Linked DNA regions of Mus musculus: regions 1 and 3 are each linked to region 2. The links are chromatin contacts, called in public promoter capture Hi-C maps. All regions are on one chromosome and are shown on one strand. Each heading gives the region's core, a stretch centred on a gene start, on an enhancer-like site or on the middle of the called end of the contact. The rest is flanking DNA. Distances are from core to core; before and after follow the strand shown.

Region 1 (3,972 bases), core at 724-3,223, 2.3 Mb after region 2:
CTTGGACTTGGGGGTGGATACCTATAATATCAGTCAATACTCAGGATGCAGAGGTAAGAGGATTCTGAATCCAAGACCACCTGACCTATATAGTGAGGCCTGGCTAACAAGCATCTCTACTGCGTTTAGCTTATACGGAGAATTACAAGCGATCTAGAGGAGCTGGTGTATACAGAAGGATGTGTACAGGTTGTATGCAAACATTATATCAGTGTATTTAAGGGATTCAAGAAGCTGTGGGTTTTAGATCCGTGGGAGGTCTTGGAGCCAATCCCACAGGGATGCCAAAGTCTCTGTACAGTAGTGAGAGACAATAACTGCATATTAAATAAGCCACAGGATCCCAAGACTGAAAATTATAGAGGCCTGATGAAACACAAAATCTACAAAGCCCAATTTAGAACAGATCTGTGAAGTGTCTGTCTAAGCAATGACCTTCAAACGCTTACTGCAACTCGAATGCAAAAAAAACAACAACAACAACAACAACAACAAACAAACAAAAAACCAAACCGAAAACAAAGACTGCTAAGACCCCAGCCCCCCCATGGACGTCCTGGATAAAGAACTCAGGTTCTCCAGGCAATCCACCCTTGCCACACAGGGGACACCTGTATTATCTAGTTATTTCGCTAGTGCTGCTTTTGACCCACTACAGTGATTTTACTTCCTGCCTGTGAGTCACAGGTAAGATGTGACAGTTTTTAAAACATGGATCTAGTCCAAGTTTCTTCCCTAATCTCCAAGCAAGGTGATTTATAAAGATTTCACACAACTAAGCCATGAAAATGGGTTTAGGCTTAGAAGGAATTTAGGGTCACAGTTTCCTTTCTGTCTATGTCCTCTGGAGCAGGGTGTAGGGTGAGTAATGGGAGGCAGGAGCCCCAATTTCCTTCTCAAAATAAAAGAACAAAAAATGTGCCCAGGGCCTCCGAGGAGACCTGGACCCCAGGGACAGGGGGTGCTGGGGCAGGGGGGATGCAGGCATCTTGGCTGGAAAGCCAGTTGGCATGTGCACACATGTGCCCTCGGAGCTGTTGCTATGTAGGAGGGGACAGGGGATGCTGGGATTGGGGCGGGGGGGAGGAATGCAGATATCTATGTAGGAGGGGACAGGGGACACTAGGGCAGGAGGGGGATGCAGGCGTCTCGGCTGGAAAGCCAGGTGGCAGGTGCACGCACGTGCCCTCGGAGCTGTTACTGTTGGTGCTCCCATCGGTAGACTCCCGGCTGCCCTGGCGGGTTACACGGCTCCGCATCTCCACTGCAATGCCAGTCTCTGTGCTCCGTCGGATGTTGCTTCGAAGCTTCTTGGTGGCCCCTTCTGGGGTTCCCATCCCAAGGAGAGAGAGGGGGGAAAAGGTCAAAACATGGCCTAGGCTTCTTGAAGAGTGCTACCAAAGAGATTCTCTGAACAGAGGCAGGTGGGGATCTGCCAAGGCTGGGACACCACTGAGCTGACCCCAAAGCTGCCCAGGGACATAGAAGTTCAACTGGAAGTAAACAGCCCTGTAGTCTTGGGGCCCTCACCATTCACTAGGCTCCCCCTCTCTACCTTCCCATTCTGTTTCATCTTGAACCCCAAAACTTAAGACTTGCTTCTTCCTCTCACTTCTGGAAAGTTTGTTCTAGGATTTCCGGGTTTACTTTCTCTTCTAGATATCTGACCAGACTCCAAAGCCCTCTGCTGCGCCACTACAAGTCTGGCCATTTGAAACTTGTTTTCTCAAGTAAGCCTGCTGGAGAGCATCATGAATGTAAGGTCAGAGTCGGGTAACTAGCTTCACCAGGACTGATGTTGGATTTGAGAAGGTCCACAGAAGAACCTCCCCAGCCCCCCCGACACACACACACACACACACACACCCTGTCTCTGTAGCTTCTGCTCAGGGGCCCCAGCCCCGCACCCCCCTCAGCCTGGCAGGAAACACAGGGCACTTTCCCTCTCTGAGTAGCACACCAGCCTGCCTGGGTTTCCATGGCAACCTTCTTAGCATTGCAGTGTGGTCCCTCTAGACAGCTCTCCTCCTGGGCGGGGGTGGGGCTGGGGGAAGACAGGCTGGGGTTTTTGCAGGGACTCCCCTGCTAAAGCTTGATGGCTGAGCAACTTGATGGGGAGGGAAGTGGCACTCAGATAGGGACTGTACCAAATGGGCCATTTGCTGCCACCAGTTACAGGCCCAAGAAAACTGTTAGTGGAGTGGCCAACAAGCATGCCTAGGGCAGAGTAGCAGCACACGCATCCCGGAAGGCAGCCAATGGGCTATGGAGGGAACAGTCAAGTCCCCAGCCTAGGAAAGGGAGGTTTTGCCCCACTTACCCTTCAGGAAGTCCCCACTGAATGAGAGAAGGCCAAGGGGGCAAACTCTAGCAGATAGGGTGGTGGAGGGGAGGCAAAGAGAACAGGACAGTGTGCCAAGGAATATGGCTTCTAAACTCAATGTGGCCTATCTAGTCTAGATAGCTAGAATAGCCAGCACATCCAGGAACCATTCTCACACACACACACACACACACACACACACACACAGAGTCATTTTAGCTTGGACAGATTTTTCTTACACACGCATAAGACAGACACACAGGAGTGCTGACTATCATATATGTGAATAACTTCATGTATGATATCATGTGTCTGTATATACACAGTCACACAGGCCCTCCAGGTCTTGCATGGATAGAGTGTGCACTGTCAAACAGGTTGTATATATATGATCTTTAACATCTAGAATTGAGCCCATCTACTCACTACACATGATGTCCACCCACCCATGTCGTGTGACCTGCCATGGGACTCTGTCCCTGACTCCTAACTGCCGACTCCCCTCTAACTCAGAAGACAGATGGCCATGGGGGCTGAAAGTCACCCTGCCTCCCCCTCACATCCTCACCCCCTCAACACACATTCTTTTGGAGCCTGGGAAAGCTCTGACCCATTTGAAAGTGAAATCACCTTCTTAGATAAGACTTGCCCAACCCAGTGTGAGTACCCATGAGTGGGGGACTCCTGGAGGGTCGGAGATATGTACTTCTCTAGGCCCCTCCATCACTTCAGTGAGGAGGAGTCTGGGTTCTGATGCTAAAGAGCTGGAGCTAGCCAGGAGGCCCTCAGACTGCCTGTCTGCTGACATGCCACCCCCCTCCTTTCCCATTACTTCCTCTCTTGGAGGTGTGACTCAGCAGAGATTAAACTCGGGCTTCTTCAGTTCGAGGGGGAAAGGTCTTGCAAACTCAGAGCGAAATCCTCCCACTGGCTTCGTTCCCATTTAGCCTAGGCCCCTGCTGAACCAGGGAATAACTATGGTGCTCCCTCTAGAAAACCAGACCAAATGGTTGCAATAATTCAGTGTTCCCTGGAGAAAGCTTCCAGGAGCCATTCTCTCTGTGCCATCACATACAAAAGATGGGCAGCCATGGCCTGCAGCTACACTCTGCCATCTTCCACAAGTCTCAAGCCCCTGACTCAGCCAGCACAGGAAGGAAGGGCTCTGTCCTTGGTACTGGACATTTAGAAGGGGGTTGCTTCAGCCCAGCATGACCCTCTGTGGATCTGCCTGATTAATGTCTGGTCAGATTTTACATAGGTCCTAGGATCCCCAAACTCCTCACCCTTCATTGTTCCCACAATTCGGTGAACTGACAGATCTCAGAAGAAGTTGGGAGAGGGCATTGTTAGCTCCATTTTGCTGAAGAGGAAACAGCCCTGACTGGAAAGTGACTTTCTGACAATTCCACAGAAAGCTATGGAGCCAGAACTAGCCCTCTAAAGCACAGAGTGGGATTTTAGAGATCTGCATTAGGGAAGCATAGTGATAAACTACAAGAGGGCAGACAGGCAGGGGACCAGAGGGACTGGTGTGACAGACTAGACATTACATTACATGAGCTGGGCTCAGGAACAAATAGGATCAGGCAGGGCTACAGCCAGCATAGGCTACTCATGAACTGGGAGGGTGGGGTTCTTGCAAGAGA
Region 2 (4,225 bases), core at 1-2,500:
ATGGATGGGGCCTCTCAGGTCTCCTCTGAGAAATATCCTAATGGTTTGAACAGGGCTTTGTTCTCCTGTAATCAGCTGTGGAACCAGAATATGTCAGACCTGGAAGGCTACTCAAGACCATCTCATCGAACCCTCCTCTGTCCTGCTCTTTGCCTATCTCATGAAGAATCTGAGAGGGAAAAGCCTTGGCTAAAGTCAAGCAGAGATCGAGGCGAAGGCAAGGCTTGCACTCTTCTGCTTTCTCATTCAGACATAGGGAAAGGAGAAAATGAGCCCACATGGACTCATCTTTGGCTTCATCTCTGCAAACAACAGGAAGCCGAGAGAGGGAGCAACAGGCACAAAAGGAACAGAGAAGACCGGGTTACAGAGAGAGGACCTGGTGCGTTCCTGTGTGAGGGATGATGAGGTTTAAAGGCTAGAGCTATGGGGTGGTCTTCTGGGAGGAGCAACCCTGGTTTATGCTCCAAGCAAGATAAAGGAAGAAGAGTGTGGAACCCCTGTCTAGTTGGGAGGCTACTAGAAGGGAGATGGTGAATGGGTCTGGAGTAGGAGCCTCAGGGGTCTTCATCCTTTCCTTAGGTATGCTGTGAGCTGTCAGCATAAGGGGCAGAGAGAGTGTAGTCAGAGAATGAATTTGCTATCGAGGTCTTTTGGGGAACAAGACCCTGAGATGGGAATGACAGTGAACTATTGGTGTCGGTGTGGGCTACCTCCAAGTAGAGGTTTCCATGAGGCTTGGTTCTAGAGGCAAGAGAACACAGGGTGACTGAAACCTCTCTTCTAGCACCAGTGACACCACACACCCCCAAGTAAGAGTGTGTGTGTGTGTGTGTGTGTGTGTGCGCGCGCGTGCGCGTGTGTTTGCACTGGAGCCAGAGGAATGGTTGTTCTTACCTGAGCTGGGGGTAAGGAGGCAGCTGTACCTCCTTCTTGAACTGGAGACCCGGCTTGAAGTGAAAGTTCCTGGCCCAAGGCGGGCTTCCCAGATGGCTGTCCACCTATGACAGACCCAGGGTCAGAAAGATGGATCTGAGCAGATGAGGATGGGAGTGGAAGGCGGAGGAGGAGGGGCTCAGGGCCTCCGCCCCGCGAGGTTGCTTCTAGGGCCCGGCCCCACCCTCATTACCTGAGGCCGCTCGCCGAGTCGCTAGATGGCTCCGAGCTTGGGCGGCCGCGGGGACAAGGCTGGCTATCAGGCGGACGACAGGCTCTGTAGGGTCCGCGTCGGAGCCGCCTCCCCAGTTCTTGTATCACTATTTGCTTCTCGAAGGCGACACGATTTGCATAAGACCCGCCTCCTCTCAGCAACTTTGGACATCGATTGGTTCGGCTGGCACCGAGTGACAGGCAGGGTTTCAGGTGGGGATGGGGTGGCCTGTGAGTCTAGGCTACCACAAGAGCGCGCCCCGCCCGTCCGCCCGCGCTGACCTTCCCGGAGTCGCCAGGATTGTAGAGGGCTGTACCCCCATCTGTTCCTCAACCCTGAGGCTCAGAGCCTGGGTCACAGTTTGGAGCGAAAAGTACCGATGATTAAAGTGGATTCGCAAAAAACAACCGCACCGTTGCTATGGGAACAGAAGAACCACAGTTGAATTTCTAAGCCTTCTCTTCCTGGGCCCCAGCGGGGGTGGGGGTAAGATAGGGGGTGATTCATAAGATGCGACCCCGTCTCTTGTCCTGCCCGTACCTGGAGGGGATCAATGAGGAGCTGCGGAGTGGCAAGGTGGAAAAGGGGAGATGGGGTGGTCAAGAACTCGCGGCTTTGCACCAGTGCCCCTCCACACCCACTCCTCTCCCGCCGTTTAGCAGAGGGGAGGGTGGGTGCGGCACGAGCTGGGTGGATGTGGAAGTATCCTCTACCTAGACACACGAGGGCGTGGGCTCCCTCCAGCCACCCCCACAACTCTAAGTCAGATCTCTTGTCAGGCTCTATCCTTACTTCTCGAGGACCCCTAAAAAGACTTGTTGGTTCTCCTCCAGAAGGAGCCTTTACAGTACGCCAAGCATTGCTCCATTCCCCACCCTCCCGCATTCCCGTCGCTTAGATGGAGCCGGTTCCCAGCCGCCGCCAGTCTCCGGCCTCGGATGTTGACACAAACCAGAGGCGGTTTACACTGAACGGGTCTGGAAGGTTTCAGGGAGGCGAAAACACCTCCTTTCCGCACTTGGGGGTCTCGTCACAGCCCGCTCAGTCGCCACGGATGTACTGGTGTCTGAGAGCTCACAACCCAAGGTGGTGGGAAAGAGCTCTAACGCCAAACTCAGGGCGAAAGGGGAGCAGAGATCCCTGGGCTGGGCCACGTGCGGAGGAGGGACTTCAAGGGATCTACCAAAAGTGGGGGCGGGACGCGTGGGGGATTGGTTAAATGGGATTGCAGATGCAGAAGAGGCCGGATTTCTGTCCAGGCAGCAAATGGTGGAGATGAGCGCTGTTTGGGGGACTAAGGACAGGCAAAGAACCGGTTTTTGGAGATTTGGTCTTAGAAACTCCCAAACAAAGCACAGCCAGGGGAAACCAGTAGGACCCGCGTCTTCCTTATGAGAGCTATCCATTTCCTCTTAAGCCAGTTGCGCTGTCCCGTTCTAGCAGCTGGATATGCCTTCTCTCTGGGGTTGCAGCATACGGTTGGGAGCTCCGTGTTCGAGTCAAAGAGGAGATACATCCATGGCATCTTTGGTTGGTGACTCATGAAGTTCCTTAAAAGCCTTAAGTCCTTCTCGGGTACCTTCCGTGCTTTAAACCCTCAAGTGGTAAGCAAGAGTGCTTGGTTACAGTTAACTATAACCCAACGTGCAGGGAAGTGAGGAGAATATGGGTTGCTGGAAGTGATACCTGAACACCTAAAATGGAGTCTGGTTGTTTCTAGGGACCCTCATATGATCTCAAGCAAGCCCTCCCTCATCCACGACCTCCCAGTCTGTATAATGTGGGAGCTGGTACTAGAGACTCAGTGGAGAGAAGAGAAGGAGAATAAAGGAAGTGTGATTGTTTTAGAATTATAGAGACATGAATCCAAGGGCTTTCCTTGGACTCCAGCGCCCCTAACAATAGCTTACTTTGTTGAAAGCTTACGTTGTGCTAGAACTTCACAGCGGTACATCTTTATTTGTGGTCTTAGTTTCTACAATTTCCACTATCTGCAATCAGTCACAGCCCAAAACACCAAATGGGAAATTTCAGAAACACAGAATCCACAAGTTTTAAGCGGTAGACTGTCCTAATTGCCATAATGAAATCTGCCATTCCTTTTAAGCCTCTGTCCTCTTGTCCAGCATATCCACTCTGTATATACCATCTGTCCCTTAGTTACTGAGATCAGCTATGCTAGTGAGTATTTGTAAGTGAGTGTGTTTTACTTAATAGCCCAACCAGAACAGGAATTCTGGCAATTTGGATGTCTCAAAGAGAAGCTGTAAAAGTCTTCCTGTAAGTGAAAACTGGGAGTTCTTGACTTAGTGAGGCAAGTATATGTTGATAGTGAAGCGCTACAGGAAGAACAAATCCATGGAATTATGACGAAGGAAAAAGAACCATGTGCTAGAGTTGCTTTTGTACACCACACTGGAAATGTCATGCTTCGGTTAGAAGGAAAAGAGGCGTTAAATTACAGGGGTTGAGCCAGGTGTGATGGCATACACCTGTAATCACGGTATTCAGGAGTCAGAGAAGCAGGAAAGTAACTGTGAAGTTGGCCTGGTTTTTATAATGAGTTCTCAGAGTTACCTGGCACAAAACAAAAACCAATCACCAACAACAAATTACAGTTTTGGATTGTCTGAAGTCAAGGTATCCACTGTGTGTCTTGACACATATTCCATGGACAAAGGGAAAGTATTATATTTGTATCACCTAACTTATCCCGCTAAAAACTCTGCGGAGCTGGTATTGTTGTTATTCGCATCTGAGAGCCGAGGAAATGAAGGTGCTGAGAAAAGTGATGGGCACAAGTTCACATAGCAAGTTCATCTACCATCTCTGGAGCAGTCTTGGCTTGGGCTCCGCTCCTTGCCAGTTGGATTAGCTTTCCATTGCTGTGACAAAATGCCCAAGACAAACCATTTAGTTGGAGGAAAGATCTACTTTGTCTCACAGTTTCAGGTGTCACAGACCATAATTATTGTTTGGGGCCTGTCCAAGGCAAAACACAATGGTGTGGCTCATGGTAAAGCAAAGATGCTTAGCGCATGGGAGCCAGGAAGCATCAGAGAGGATGCTCACTCT
Region 3 (3,868 bases), core at 1,156-3,655, 2.4 Mb after region 2:
CTCTGTCATGTCCTGGGAATCCGGATGGGCACAGGAAGGCCACTGAGTAACACTCAAGAGTAGCCACCTGTCCTCTCTGGACTCTCCTCTGCCTCCTACACACACACACACACACACACACACACACAAACACACACACACACACACCACACCCTAGGAAGAACTCTCTCTTGTCTCCCTCCTCTTACTATCAATGCACATGACCCTCCACGAGGTGCTGACCTTCAAAGATAGCCTCTGGGACCTCTGTAGGTGCTTCTGAAATCTAGCTTCCATCCCAACAGGAACTACAGTTCTCTTACCTTCCCCCAGCCTTGGATGGGGTAATATAGGCCATGAACTGGAAAAAATGACGAGGACCCTCTCCTGCGGAGTTCCATTCACAGAGAGAAGGGAAGCTTGGCAATCACCCACACGAGAAGGGGAGCATGGGTTCATAGGTGGCACTCAACTGGAGGATCAGATTTCCCAGAACAGACCCAATTTTAGATATCCCAAGTGCTGATAAGGGCAACCTGAATTCAAGTTCCGTTTCAGCTAAGATCAAAGCCTCAAAAGACCCCAGCAGCCACTTTCCGTTGTGTAATTTGAATTCTTGACTTGAGTCCCATCCCTGGGCCTCTGATTGAGAACTTGCAGTTTACCAGTCAGGAGAGACAATGCCATATATGGGGTGGGGGATATACGGGCTTCAGCTTATAGGGAGAAGATAGCTATATCTAGCCCTGGCACTTGCAACCATAGTGCGCACCCCCCCCCCGCCCCCAAGTCTAGAAACCTTCAGTTCTCAGTAGGTCAGGGCATGACCTATGCAGGAGCACTGCGCACTCCCAGCACCAGCAGCAGTGGGAGAGATTCAGGTCAGACCCCAGAATGCATCCCAGCTGGGCAGGAGGGTAAGGGTCGCTAGGGGTTGGGGTACAGGCTGCCAAAGGTAGCTTGGGAACTTCGAATCCTACCCACCCTCACGGTCCATAGCCCTCCCTCCAGCCCTCCCGCTCTGGCGCTCAGCAGATCAATGCTGCCTTTGCTGACAGCTGAGAATCGAGCTTGCAGCCCGCCCCCCCCTTCCAGCTAGCTGTGTCCCCCGAGATCCTCCCCGAGGAGTGAAGAAGAGTTTGCTGCGGAAGCGCTTCACCCTGGGGCAGGGCCTGCGGAGGGAGCGGGAGCGTCTGGTTTGGCCATCGCTTTAGGCTGGGGAAGAAGGAAGGAGGGCCAGCAAACCCGAATCATCACCTAGTACACGGTCAGGAGGGCGAGGGAAAAGGGGCCAGACAGCTCACAGCGGAGACGGAGGTCAGGCACCGAGAACTTTTTGCTGGAGAGGGGTGCTCCTAGAGAAAGTCCTGGTGGGGTGCTATAGGCCTTTGGGAGTGCTCTGTCCGTTCCCCTAATACTGGCCCCTAGTACGTTTATTTCTATACTTCTATCTGCCCTAAACAAGCTTTTCTGGGCTAGAGTGGGAGAAGGGGGTGGCGGGTGTGAATCCCACGGAGCGGAGATGGAGTGGGGAGATGAGGGCAGGTACGTAATCAGGGAGGGAGCGTCCCCTCTGCTCAGGGTGATCAACTGGGGTCTCCTCCTTCATCAACAAGACGGGAGGAGAGACGCATCTGGGCACAACTGTGAGCTACACCACCCCACACATCTCTCGATAGCTGTAGGGCACCGGGCCCTTCAAGTAACAACAGCAGGAGGAACGGAAGCTGCTGTCCCAACTTCACTCGGCCCTCAGCGCATTTTAAACACCCTGCACTAGAAACCGAGGGCACGACCCGACGGGCACACCTCCTCGCTTACATTACCCATCGCGCTGTACTGCCCGGTTCTGCACACTCTTCTGTACTCTCATCCATCTATCTATCCACCCACCCACCCACCCACCCATCCATCCATCCATCCACCCACTCACTCTGAACCCACGCAGACCCACGGCTGGCTAGCCAACTCTCACAAGTAGGCACTTCTCTGGACACAAACACCTCCACTCTACAATGTAAGTGTCCCTCGAGCTACCGCGGCCACAACTCCACACTCCACGCTCCACTTTCCACAACCACTCACCAGGCGTCCCAACCTCCCTCCCCAGAGCGGGCCACCAGGGCCACACCACTCGTACACGCCCGGCCTCGGGGCCCGGCGCGCTGCCCGCGCCACGCGCTCGGGGCCGGGACACACCGACTGGGCGGACCGCGCGCCCTGCTCCGCCGCGTCCGACCCGGGTCCCCCTCCCGGTGCTCTTCTCTCTCGCTCCCTCCCCGATTTGGGAAGGCGGCCGCGGGGCGGGCGGGGGAGGGGCGGGGCGGGGCGGGGGAGGGTGACATGTGAGCGGCGCGCCGGCGGCAGGTGGAAAGGCGAGCGGCATGGAGCGCGTAATAAGAGAGTTGGAGTCGGAAAGAGCCGCCCCAGTCGCCGGGGAAGCGGGCGGTCAGTACGGGCTCCCGCGGCCCCGAGGCTCCGAGCGACCGCCTCCGGACCCCGCACGGACCCGGCCTGGTCCCTAGCCCCCGCCGCCTGCGTGCGCGCCCAGGGTCGCCTCGCCGGCCCGGGGTTCGAGCCATGCGACTCTGAGCCGCCCGAGCGCGCCCCCGCCCCGCAACGCCCCGGTCCCCCGTCCGGCGCCGCCCATGGCCGAGGCCCCCCCGCGCCGCCTCGGCCTGGGCCCCCCGCCCGGGGACGCCCCCCGCGCGGAGTTGGTGGCGCTCACGGCCGTGCAGAGTGAACAGGGCGAGGCGGGCGGGGGCGGCTCTCCGCGTCGCCTCGGCCTTCTGGGCAGCCCCCTGCCGCCGGGCGCGCCCCTCCCTGGGCCGGGCTCCGGCTCGGGCTCCGCCTGCGGCGGCCAGCGCTCCTCCGCCGCGCAGAAGCGCTACCGCCGCCTGCAGAACTGGGTCTACAACGTGCTGGAGCGGCCCCGCGGGTGGGCCTTCGTCTACCACGTCTTCATGTAAGTTGGAGCCCCCGCACCCCTTGACGTGCCCCGGCTCTGACCCCGCATGAGCCAGACTCCTTGGGGACCGCCACCCCGCGCTGGCTCCACCTCTCTATCCTATTGCCCCGGGGCAGACCCTCACTCAGTTCCCCTCTTGGGCCTGTGCCCCCTTTTCGGTCTCCCAGCCTGACCTAACCCCTGATCTCCCAGCCTTGACCCCTGTTGCCCTGGCGTCTAACCTCTTCTGCCTGCTCTCCTTACTTTCATCCTGATCGCAGAGCCCCACTGCTCTGATCCGTCATTCAGCTTCTTGCTCTTCTCTGCTTTACCAAGTCCGAAGCCGCTAAAGTGGGACTCTCCTTATCTTTTGTTCACCTCACCCTCCCTGTGTCCCAGACACAGAAGACCCTAGCCCCTACATTATTTTTCTCCCCTCAGGCTCTGTAGTTATGTTGTGCTCCCACCTGGTCCCCTTGGAGATTTCTCTCTTCAGAGACAGGCTGTACCCAGATCAGGGCTGTCTAGGGTCCCTATGGCTCTGACAGGCCTGTGTGCTGTTTCCAACTTTATCCGTGTCTTCTTTAGTCTTGCTCCGCACCCTCAACTTCGAAGTACCCAAGGCAGCAGGCTGCCCTGCCTGCCCTGCCCTGTCCTGCCTTGCCCTGAAGGCTGGGCCCAGCTCTCCTGCCTTGCTGGCCAGCTGTACTAGGCCTGGCTCTGAGCATGGGGAAAAAGAAAGAAGAGAGGGGTATGTTTGGAAACAATGCCGCTGTGGGGCCCCTCCTCCTCTCAGCAGGCTCCTACAACTTTCAAAACACTGACCCCTCTTGGATGTAGAGAGTGAATTTTGGCAGCTCGGAAGGCAGTCTTGGGGGAAGGCCTGGTCGGACCAGGAACATGAGAGGCCCAGGCCATATCGGTTAAAGGGCTGGGCCTGGT

The links. Promoter capture Hi-C pulls out the DNA fragments that hold promoters and counts their contacts.
Region 1: a promoter capture Hi-C map of hippocampal neurons shows a contact between it and region 2, with 2.3 times the contacts expected there. The contact joins the enhancer-like site here to the promoter of Hpcal4 in region 2. A contact is called at or near these places in 7 of 39 promoter capture datasets (the 3T3-L1 cell line, the C10 cell line, cranial neural crest and 3 more) and 1 of 9 other capture datasets (embryonic stem cells).
Region 3: a contact with region 2 is called in a promoter capture Hi-C map of liver, with 2.8 times the contacts expected there. The contact joins the promoter of Kcnq4 here to the promoter of Hpcal4 in region 2. A contact is called at or near these places in 8 of 39 promoter capture datasets (cranial neural crest, embryonic stem cells, hippocampal neurons and 3 more) and 1 of 9 other capture datasets (embryonic stem cells).

What each region holds. Positions count from the first base shown.
Region 1 is chr4:120,880,427-120,884,398 of GRCm38.p6, reverse strand. It overlaps Rims3 (regulating synaptic membrane exocytosis 3), which reads right to left. Exons shown (of 8, transcript NM_182929.3): 4 at 1,183-1,324. Among named protein-coding and RNA genes, the nearest start is that of Rims3, 28 kb to the right of the region's middle. Within about 2 kb of position 1,973, at least 78 of the 459 cell types and tissues checked have an H3K27ac peak or open chromatin away from gene starts, as enhancers often do. A contact at or near this core is called in hippocampal neurons, where this site is marked.
Region 2 is chr4:123,180,529-123,184,753 of GRCm38.p6, reverse strand. Hpcal4 (hippocalcin-like 4) reads right to left here and starts at 1,250. Exons shown (of 5, transcript NM_174998.4): 1 at 1,130-1,250; 2 at 898-1,001.
Region 3 is chr4:120,745,936-120,749,803 of GRCm38.p6, reverse strand. Kcnq4 (potassium voltage-gated channel, subfamily Q, member 4) reads left to right here and starts at 2,405. Exons shown (of 14, transcript NM_001081142.3): 1 at 2,405-2,944. The coding sequence starts at 2,628.